2 separate regions of the Rattus norvegicus genome follow, and region 2 is linked to region 1. The links are chromatin contacts, called in public Hi-C maps. All regions are on one chromosome and are shown on one strand. Each heading gives the region's core, a stretch centred on a gene start, on an enhancer-like site or on the middle of the called end of the contact. The rest is flanking DNA. Distances are from core to core; before and after follow the strand shown.

Region 1 (4,610 bases), core at 1,082-3,581:
GCTGCTCAGTCACACTACCCCTCAGAACACTGAGGGTTAAGGTATTTTCTCTCAAGCCTGATGACCTAAGTCTGACTGGTAAGACTCACAAGGTGAAAAGGGTGATCCCACCTTATCCTGTCCACCACATGTACTCCATGGCCATGAGACAGACACACACAGACAGAGACACAGACACACACACACACACACACACACACACACACACAGAGAGAGAGAGAGAGAGAGAGAGAGAGAGAGAGAACATAAATGTAACAAAACCTCAGAACTCATTTTTAATAATTCATTTGAATTCTATATGCATTGGGTATGAGTGTGTCAGATCCCCTGGAACTGGAGTTACAGACAGTTGTGACCTGGAATGTGGGTGCTGGGAATTAAACCTTTGGAAGAACAGGCAGTACTCTTAACTATTATGCAATCTCTCCAGCCCACCTCAGAACTCATTTTTATCTAAAGAAAACCCAAACCTCTCTTTTTCTCTCCCATGTATGTATCCCAGAAGAAAATTACAGCCCATTTCCGATGGCTTTTGCACACCTACACTCACAATTTCTTTCTGTAATTGGCACAGACCTGCCTAGTAAGAATATCAATATATAAACTAGAGCACCAAAGATCCTTTATAATTGTGTTCCACTGACTCCCCCAAAAGAACAGTAAAGATGAAGATCAAAGCACGCCCCCCAACCTAGTGTTAATAATACCTTGTGATTTCCCTAGGGAAAGAAACGCTTTCAGGTCAGTGCAATGTATATATTTTTTCATTACTGGAGATTGGGGCAGTATGTGTACACAAGTGCAGGTGCTTGTGGGAGGCCAGATGCATCAGATCCCCTGCAGCTAGAGTTACAGGTGGTAGTGAGCCAAGGACCTGGGTGGGGGGTGCTGGGAGTAGAACTCCGGTCCCCTTAGAGAACAGGATACACTTAACCACTGAGCCATCTCTTCAGCCTCAAAGGGAAAGTATTTGAAGCTGTAGCCAACATACATTCAAACTAAATTCTCAAATACCAAATTCACTTCAAGTTACCTAAAAGGTACAGCCAACGGACTGGCATTTAACACAGGCATTCAACTACAACATTCGTCCACATAAATTTCAAAGTTTAGTGTGGGCAAGCATAATTACAGCTTATCCTTCGCTGGTGCACACACATATGAACCAACTAACTGCAAAATGACGTCTTTTTCACCACACATCTGAATATAAATGCGGACAATTTACTTACTGTGAACGATGCGTCTAGCTAGCAGAGGGACAATAGTTTCACTTACACTCTTTAAACCAAACGCAATTTTCCTTAAAAGGAGGGAGATGCGACCACGGAAGAATATCAGAAGTGGCATCATAAGCAAATTATACCTGTAATACGTTAACAACTTGCTGCACCTGGGAACATAAACAGTCTTTAACAAATCCCTCTGAGCATTCCTTTCCATTTAGAAAGGGGCGCGAAGTGTGGAAGAGAACCAGTAAAAGTTCGCTTAAAAGTTTATGTAGGAGTCCAAGACTTAGAAACACATTTCCAAGCAAGCGATTCTAAACCATGTCTGGAGTTCAGACGTGAGCCACTAGTTCTGCGGCCTACAAGGAACAACCCCAAACACGCTACCCTACAATCAAACAACTTCCAAAACACAGAGTGTACAATGAGCCGGGAGTCGTGGGATCAGGCAGACACGCCGGAAAAGCCAACCACAGTCTCAGTCCCTCCCAGAGACGTGCGTTTTAAGGTGTGTGGCACTGGCCGCAGAGGTTGGCAGCTAGAGAGTAAAGGTTTCACACCCGGGCATAGGTAGGTGTCCAAGTTAACAACCCGGGAACACACGCACTCTCCCGTTAAGCACTCAACTCCATATTTAAGGAGTGTTTACTGCGCGCAGTCAGCAACTGGATTCAGTAATCCCCTTCACGACCCCACCTGGGCAATAGCCCAGGGGCTGCTCCTGTGACCCCAAGAAACTAGATGTCCGGACCTCAAATCCGCCCTCCACGGGAGACCCACGGGCCACACACTTGGCGTTCTGAAGAATTTCCCAACCCCAGCTAAGTGGTTCTCCAATGACTCCCTGAACTAGGCCTTCCCACGCCCGGATTCCCGTCCAACGCCACCACCGACCGCGACCCCGGCCCTCCGCCTGCCCACAGGCGCCGCAGCCGCCCGCCCTGCTCACCTGTCAGGCGCAGCTTGACGGGCCCGTTCCTCCGGCCTCCGGGGTTAGACATGTCCCCAGCGGCGGGGGAGGCGGCGGCGGCGGCGGCGCTCGCGGCCCGCGGGCGGGCGGGCTGGGCTGGGCTGGGACGACGGCGAGGCGCGGAGGAGTCACCACAGCGGCCGGGGCCGGGGTCCGAACAGCCCGCGCCGCGGCCGCCAGGGCCGGAGGGTCCCGGATGTGCCGAGCGCCGTCGCCATGAGCCGCGGAGGGAGCGGGACGCAGAGCTCCCCCCTCCTCCCACTTCTGCTTCCTCGGCCCGGGCCGCACAACAAAGCGGCAGCCGCGGCCGGCCGCGCCGCCTCCGCCTCGCGCCCCCGCCGCCTCCTGTCCTCGCGGCCCGCCTCGGTCTCCCCTTCTCGGTGCCGCGAGGCCTGGGAGCCGATGGTGCGAAGTCTGCTGAGGCGGGCGGGTGCTCGGCCGCTTCCTCCTCCGCCCGCCCTCTTGTCTGAGGGAACCCGGTCCTGGGGCCGCTGCCGCCGCCGCCGCCGCCGCCGCCGCCGCCACTCGTCGGCTCCTGGGGGCGGGGAGGAGACGGGGGCGGGGCCTGTTGCAGGGCGGGGTTTGTGGTGGGCAGGGCCGTCTCGGGGGCGGGGTTGTGGGCGAGGTCTCCTGCGCCTAGGGCGCCGGAGGAAGGCCGGACTCCGCGCGGGACGCAGGGAGCGCGTGTGTCCCGGCCCAGACCCATCTCTGAACTCCACCGCCCGGCGGCGCCGGCTCCGTGGCACCAGAGGGGCCTGCTGACCAGCTAGCTCACTGAAAGACAGCCTGTGTCCCTACAGGGCAGAATGCCCGAGTAATACTCCCACTGCGCGCCCTAAGAGGCTGGCGAGAGTAAAGTAAAGTTAGACCCGAGTCCGAAGAATTAATTCGACAAGACGCTATTCCCACATCGAACGTTCCAGCAAATTCCCAGGAGTGCTTAGCTCTTAGTATTGTAATTGCCACCTCCACGGACTCACCTGGTACTCCAGATCCGGTTACTTACCTGCTCGGACTCTTTTTTTTTTTTCCCTAGCAGGACAGGCATAGGGAGATGATACAAATACCGCCAAGGACTGTGAACAAGATAGATAGGTGGATACTGTGTTTAAAGCTCAGGCAGTACTGTATCTTGCTATCCCAGGAGGAAAAAAAAAAAAAGACAAAATGAACAGGACTGTAACTCTGATGCGGTAACTTACAGTAATAGGAACTTATTCTGGACAAATAAATAATACAGGTGTTTGGGGGTTTTGTTTTACAAGGCTGGGATGAGAGTATAGCCCAATAATGAATTGTATTACATCAGCAGCAAGACATTTTTATGCAGCTATCTAAATGGCAATTGTGGTGACCACGTTACATGGAAGATTTTATATGTAATGCAGGGTTTAAATGGAGAATACAAGTTCTATGTGCACATAAGTAGTAATGAAAACTAAGGATAAAGTGTGGATTTGTATCCACGTTGACTTTGCTTAAGGCTGTTATAACATTAATGCCGTTTAGACTGTTCGTTGAAGTCTAATACATTTTAATCCAAAACAATGTAAATGGTTGCTTACAATCTATCGGTTAAGACACTTCATTCTCCAGATGAAACCCAAAAGCATTTCATCAGTCTAAGTACACTCCTACGGATTAAAGTGATCCCCAAATCATAAGTTCTAGCGGTAAGACTTAAAATACAAGGGACAGCTCTAGAAATTCAATCAAGAAATTGTAAGTGCTCATTATTCACAAAGCAATGAACAGGGCCCTTAAGAAACACTTCTTTGTGCTGTGTAAGATCTGAAGGCTCAGGAAACCATTCCCACAAAAGTTACTGTGGCGATAGAACAATTGCTACATCACTATTTCAAACGCAGGCTTGTGACAATAAACGGAGCAAGCTGATGTATGCATTCATATTTCCCTGGTGGTTATGGCCCACACTTTGTTCCCAACCACCCACCAGCATAATTTGTAGCTTTGTACTGAGAAATGGAAGTTAAGATTTCAGAAAATGGTGGGAAACCTAGCAGGGGATGGAGGGGGTGGAGAATTTTAAGCAACACCTACGAATGTGTGGCAGGCAGCTCAGGGAAATGGGTATAGGAATAATGTTCAGACAGCTTTGTTTAGACTTCCCTAAGTGTGCTTTAAAACCATGCAGTATGGGCCAGAGAGATGGTTTGGTGGTTAAGAGCATCTGTTGCTCCTGCAGATGATCTGGGTCCAGTTCCCAGCACCCACATGGTAGCTCATAACCACCTAGCACTCCAGTTCCAGGGGATCTGATGCCCTTTTCTAATTTCCACAGGACCAAGCATGCTTGTGACATGACACATTCGGCAAAAAACACTCACACACACAAAGAAGTCTTCAAAAGCTCAAAATAGGGTGGGTGGGGGAACACCCTCATAGAAGCA
Region 2 (4,610 bases), core at 1,216-3,715, 60 kb after region 1:
AGAGGCAGGGGGATCTGGAGTTCAAGATCACTTTAGGCAACATAATCAGCTGAGGCCAGCCGGAGGGAGAGAAGGGGAGGGGGAGAGAGGGAGAAAGAAAATGGGGAGGGGGGTAGGAATAGATCTAAAGTTCACTATGTTAAGCAAAATAATCCAGATTCAGAAAGACATTTTTCCCTCACACATGCAGTGCATGAAGTATCTAGATTTTTTTTTTTAAGGGCAGGTGTGATGGTTTGAATTAAATGGCCCCCACGGGCCCAAAGAACTGACTTGTCTCAAAAGTTGTCCTTTGACTTCCATGTTCACATGATGCTACACACACACACACACACACACACACACACACACACACACACACACACTTTCTCTCTCTCCACTTTTTGACATTCTATAGGCTACAGACATCATTTTCTTCCTCACACATGCAAAACCTAGATTTTTTTTTTAAAAAGGCATATGTGACGGTTTGACTAAAATGGCCTCCATAGTCCCATGGGGAGTGGCACTGTTAGGAGGTATGGCCTTGTTGGAGGAAGTGTGTCACTGTGGGGGCAGGATTGGTTGTCTCCTATGCTCAAGCTCTACCCAGTGTGGCTCACAGTCTCCTTCTAGCTGCCTGCAGACCAAGATGTAGAATTCTTGGCTCCTCCAGCACCATGTCTGCCTAGATGCTATCATGTGTCCCACCATGATGATAGTGGACTAAACCTCTGAAACTGTAAGCCAGCCCCAATTAAACGTTTGCCTTTATAAGAGCTGTCTTGGCCAGGGCTGGAGAGATGGCTCAGAAGTTAAGAGTGGTGACTGCTCTTCCAGAGGTCCTGAGTTCAATTCTCAGCAACCACACGGTGGCTCATAACCATCTGTAATGAGATCTGGTGACCTCTTCTGGCCTACAGGCATACATGCAGGCATAACACTGTATACATAAATAAATCTTAAAAAAGAAAAAAAAAAAAAGAGTTGCCTTGGTCATGGTATCTCTTCACTGCAAGGAAACCCTAACTAGGACAACAGGTATGAACCACTGCAAATAGCACCTACTATCTATCCTCTGGCTGGCTGCATATCTCTGTCTCTAATTTTGTTTTCAGGACAGGGTTTCTCAGTGTAGCCCTGGCTGTCCTGGAACTTGCTCTGTAAACCAGGCTGAGCTTCAACTCAGTCATCCACCTGTCTCTGCCTCCCAAGTGCATGAGACACCACTGTCTTGCTTGTCTTTGATGTTTTTTTAAGCTGAAATTATTTACTCCTTTTAAATTCTGGGGGTGAGGTGGATATTTTTATATTATGTATATGGGTGTTTTGCCTGCTTATACATCTGTGTGCCATGTATGTGCCTCATGCCCAAGGAGGTCAGGAGAGGGAGGTTAGATCCCCTGGTACTGGAGTTACAGATAGTGGTTAGCTACCCTCTAGATGCTGGGAATGGAACCATCAGTGATCTTAACCTCTGAACCATCTCTCTAAACAGGGTCTCCCTCTAGAGTCCCATCTAGCTTAAACTTGCTAGATAGGCCCAGACTAGCCTTGAATTCACAGGCTCTGCCTCTGCCTCTCAAATATTGTGATTACAGGTTAGCGCCAGCACACCTGGTTCTCTGTTTAAAATAAACAACTTTTTAAAAAAGTGTCTCTATATGTAACCCTGCAAGCCTGGGATTCTCTGTATAGACCACGCTGATATCAAACTCCTGGCAATGCCCCCCTCCTCAGCCTCCTGGAATTACCAGTGTGACCCAGAACATCCAGCTTCCCCCTACAACTGTTAAACCCAGGTAGAAACGACTGTGTGCACATGCACATGTGCACACCTCAGTTGGCTCTAACTTGGGCTGCTAAGGGCAGGGAGCAGTTCACCCCAGCAGCGGTGAGCACACAGTGACCAGAAACCTGACTTCCAAACACTATTTTCACCAAACAGAATCAGAGAGAACTGGTCGCTTCTGTGGCTAGGACAGGGAAAAAAAAAAAAAAAAGACAAGAGAAACCTGGAACAGTTTGTGTTAGAAAGCTCCAGGAATGATGGATCGTGGCAAAGTAGACCCAGCAACCAGCTTGAACAGGTTTCCACTGGCCAAAACGGGAAGAATTCAACTGCTAAAGTAAACAGTGGGAGTTTCAGGGCTGTAGCCCTTGGAATCCACGAGGCTGCTCAGACTTAGGTCTCCTGTCCGAGAGCTTGGGGCGAGGTGGTACCACAGATGAAGGATACCCAGCCCTCAGTTGGCTTTCAAGTCTTCATTTATGGTGCCCCCTTCCCCATGTGACACACGAGTGGAAAGGACATGACGCATGGAGCAAGCTATCGTCCCCAAAATTCCTAGACAGACCATCCAGGACATATGGACTTTGGACGTTTGTCCAGTGTCCTTTCCAGCTTCCTGTCACATTGTGGGAAGGAGAGATACAGGGATGCCAGAGAGAACCAGCTGTGAGGGCGAGGCAGGCAGAGGGCCAGGAGAGGCTGGTTGGCCACTGCTGCCTCCGGTGAACCTGTGGCCAGCGCAGAGGGTTGGGCAGGGGCCTCCTGCAGAGAGAGGTCCCCTCCACATCTGGTTCACATTGCAAGGTAAAAACAAACAGGTCTTAGCTGGAAAAGGTCCAGTAGATTTAGCCAAGTCATGTAGCTGGGACAGCAGGAGACAGCAGGGCACAGTGTCACCTCTTCCATAGGTCACCAGGCCTGGCTGGCTCCCAAGGGTTTTGCAGAGGGAAGGCAATTGGAAAAGAGGCCCCTGGGGCTGGGGATTTAGCTCAGTGGTAGACGCTTACCTAGGAAGCGCAAGGCCCTGGGTTCGGTCCCCAGCTCCGAAAAAAAAAGAACCAAAAAAAAAAAAAAAAAAAAAGGAAAAGAGGCCCCTTCTCTGCATAGACTGACACTATCTGGACCCAGCTCTGCCTAATGTACAAAACAGCTTCCTGTGTCATTGTCCAGAGGGGCTGGTTCTTGGACTTGCGGGTGACTCATTTCAGCATGAGGCCCGTCCACCCTTGTCTACCCAGAGCAACTCATTTAGTCTGGCAGGGCCGCATCGCCATGCAGTCTTGGGTCGCTATCTAAGTGTCTCTGAACCCTTTCCCCCAGCAGTACAGGGTTATGATCCCTTCTTTCCAGGGCCGTGGAAATCTGTTCGAGTGGCTGAGCACAAGGCACAGCTATGAATCAGAAAGCTCTCGGGCACATCTGTCGTCCCTGCTGGTCACTCGGGGACCAGTCTCATGTCTTCCATTGGCTCTGAAGACGTTTAATAAGTAACACAGGAGGAAAACCTTTTCTTCCAAGCTTTCCACCCTGGCAATCAGCACATCCCTGACAGAATGGGGTAAGGGGTGTGGATAGGTCATAGCTCACCCTGACAGTCTGGCTGAGTGGTTGTAGGAGGCTCTGTTACTCTCTCTGCCCCTGTTCTTGCTCCTGCTTTCTGAGGGCTCATGGTAATGGAGGGGATTCATACATTGGAGGGTGGCATGGTTTGGGGTGAACACTACTCTCCTTCCCAGTTTCACATGCAAGACTTTGCTCTAAAAGGAAGCATGCCGGGCTGTAACTTTAAAACCAGTGCTGGCACTTCAGTGAATCGGGAGCAGACAGAACCAAGCTAGGTTGATGCTGGGAGGCAGACCTGGGTTCCCACCTGTGGGCACCCTTCGGTGGCCTTAGGTTCCCCGTCTCCTCTCTCCTTTTGCTATCATCAGATCTACAACAACGCCACTACGCTTTGGCTTGATGAAGCCAGCTTGCTCTCCCTGGGCTACTGTAGAGTATTTGGGGGTTGGGGAGTGGGGGAGGTGCTGTTTCTGTGGATGCAACCATTTGTGATCAAAAGTCAAAAAGCAGAAACCTCTTACACATAAGATCCGGGATGCCACTTCCTGGGTGTTCAAAAATGTCATCTGGTTATACTTCAGCCAATCATCTGGCTTCATAGGGGTGTGTGTGTGTGTGTGTGTGTGTGTGTGTGTGTGTACATACCTGTGTCCCAGAGGCCAGAGGAAGATCCCTCAGAACTGGAATGACAGGTATTTGCAGACACCCAAAGTTTGTTACGTGGGTGCTGGAATCTCACCTTAGGTCCTTACGAATCAGCTGCTAGTGTTTTTTGTTTTTGTTTTTGTTTTTGTTTGTTTGATTTTCTCTATATCGCCCTGGCTGTCCTGGAACCTGCTCTATACACCAAGCTGGCCTCTGTCTCCCCTCAGTCCCATTCCCAATTTTCACATGGGTTTTAGGGAAACAAACCCAAGTCCTCGTGTTTGCACAGGGCGTGTTCTGCCCACTAAGTCATCCCTCTATCCCCCAGCTTGGTTTCTCACCAGAAAAGGGGACTTTTGACCAAACACACACACACACACACACACACACACACACACACACACACACACACACGTTTCCCCAGAGGTCATGGAAAAGCCCAGCGCAGAACAGCGTCTAAAGCAGAGGAAAGGCTCAGTACCTGTTCAGTGTTAACAATGCTGGCTGTCACTTGCAGCTCTCCGGCCATAGGAACCCCTGCTGATGCTGACAGAGTATGGGTTCCCTCTGATGGCATAGAGCCACCAGGGATAGAGGTCACTACTCACTGTGTTCCCCTTCCTCCTTTCAC

Evidence for each region. Hi-C and Micro-C count contacts between places; a contact is called where the count stands out from the background.
Region 2: a Hi-C map of liver shows a contact between it and region 1, with 6 times the contacts expected there. The contact joins the enhancer-like site here to the promoter of Smurf2 in region 1. A contact is called at or near these places in 6 of 12 Hi-C or Micro-C datasets (the A7r5 cell line, hepatocytes, kidney and 2 more).

The regions. Positions count from the first base shown.
Region 1 is chr10:92,359,449-92,364,058 of GRCr8, forward strand. It overlaps Smurf2 (SMAD specific E3 ubiquitin protein ligase 2), which reads right to left and starts at 2,332. Exons shown (of 19, transcript NM_001107061.2): 1 at 2,179-2,332. The coding sequence starts at 2,230.
Region 2 is chr10:92,419,541-92,424,150 of GRCr8, forward strand. No RefSeq gene overlaps it. Among named protein-coding and RNA genes, the nearest start is that of Kpna2, 24 kb to the right of the region's middle. Within about 2 kb of position 2,466, at least 15 of the 93 cell types and tissues checked have an H3K27ac peak or open chromatin away from gene starts, as enhancers often do. A contact at or near this core is called in the A7r5 cell line, hepatocytes and liver, where this site is marked.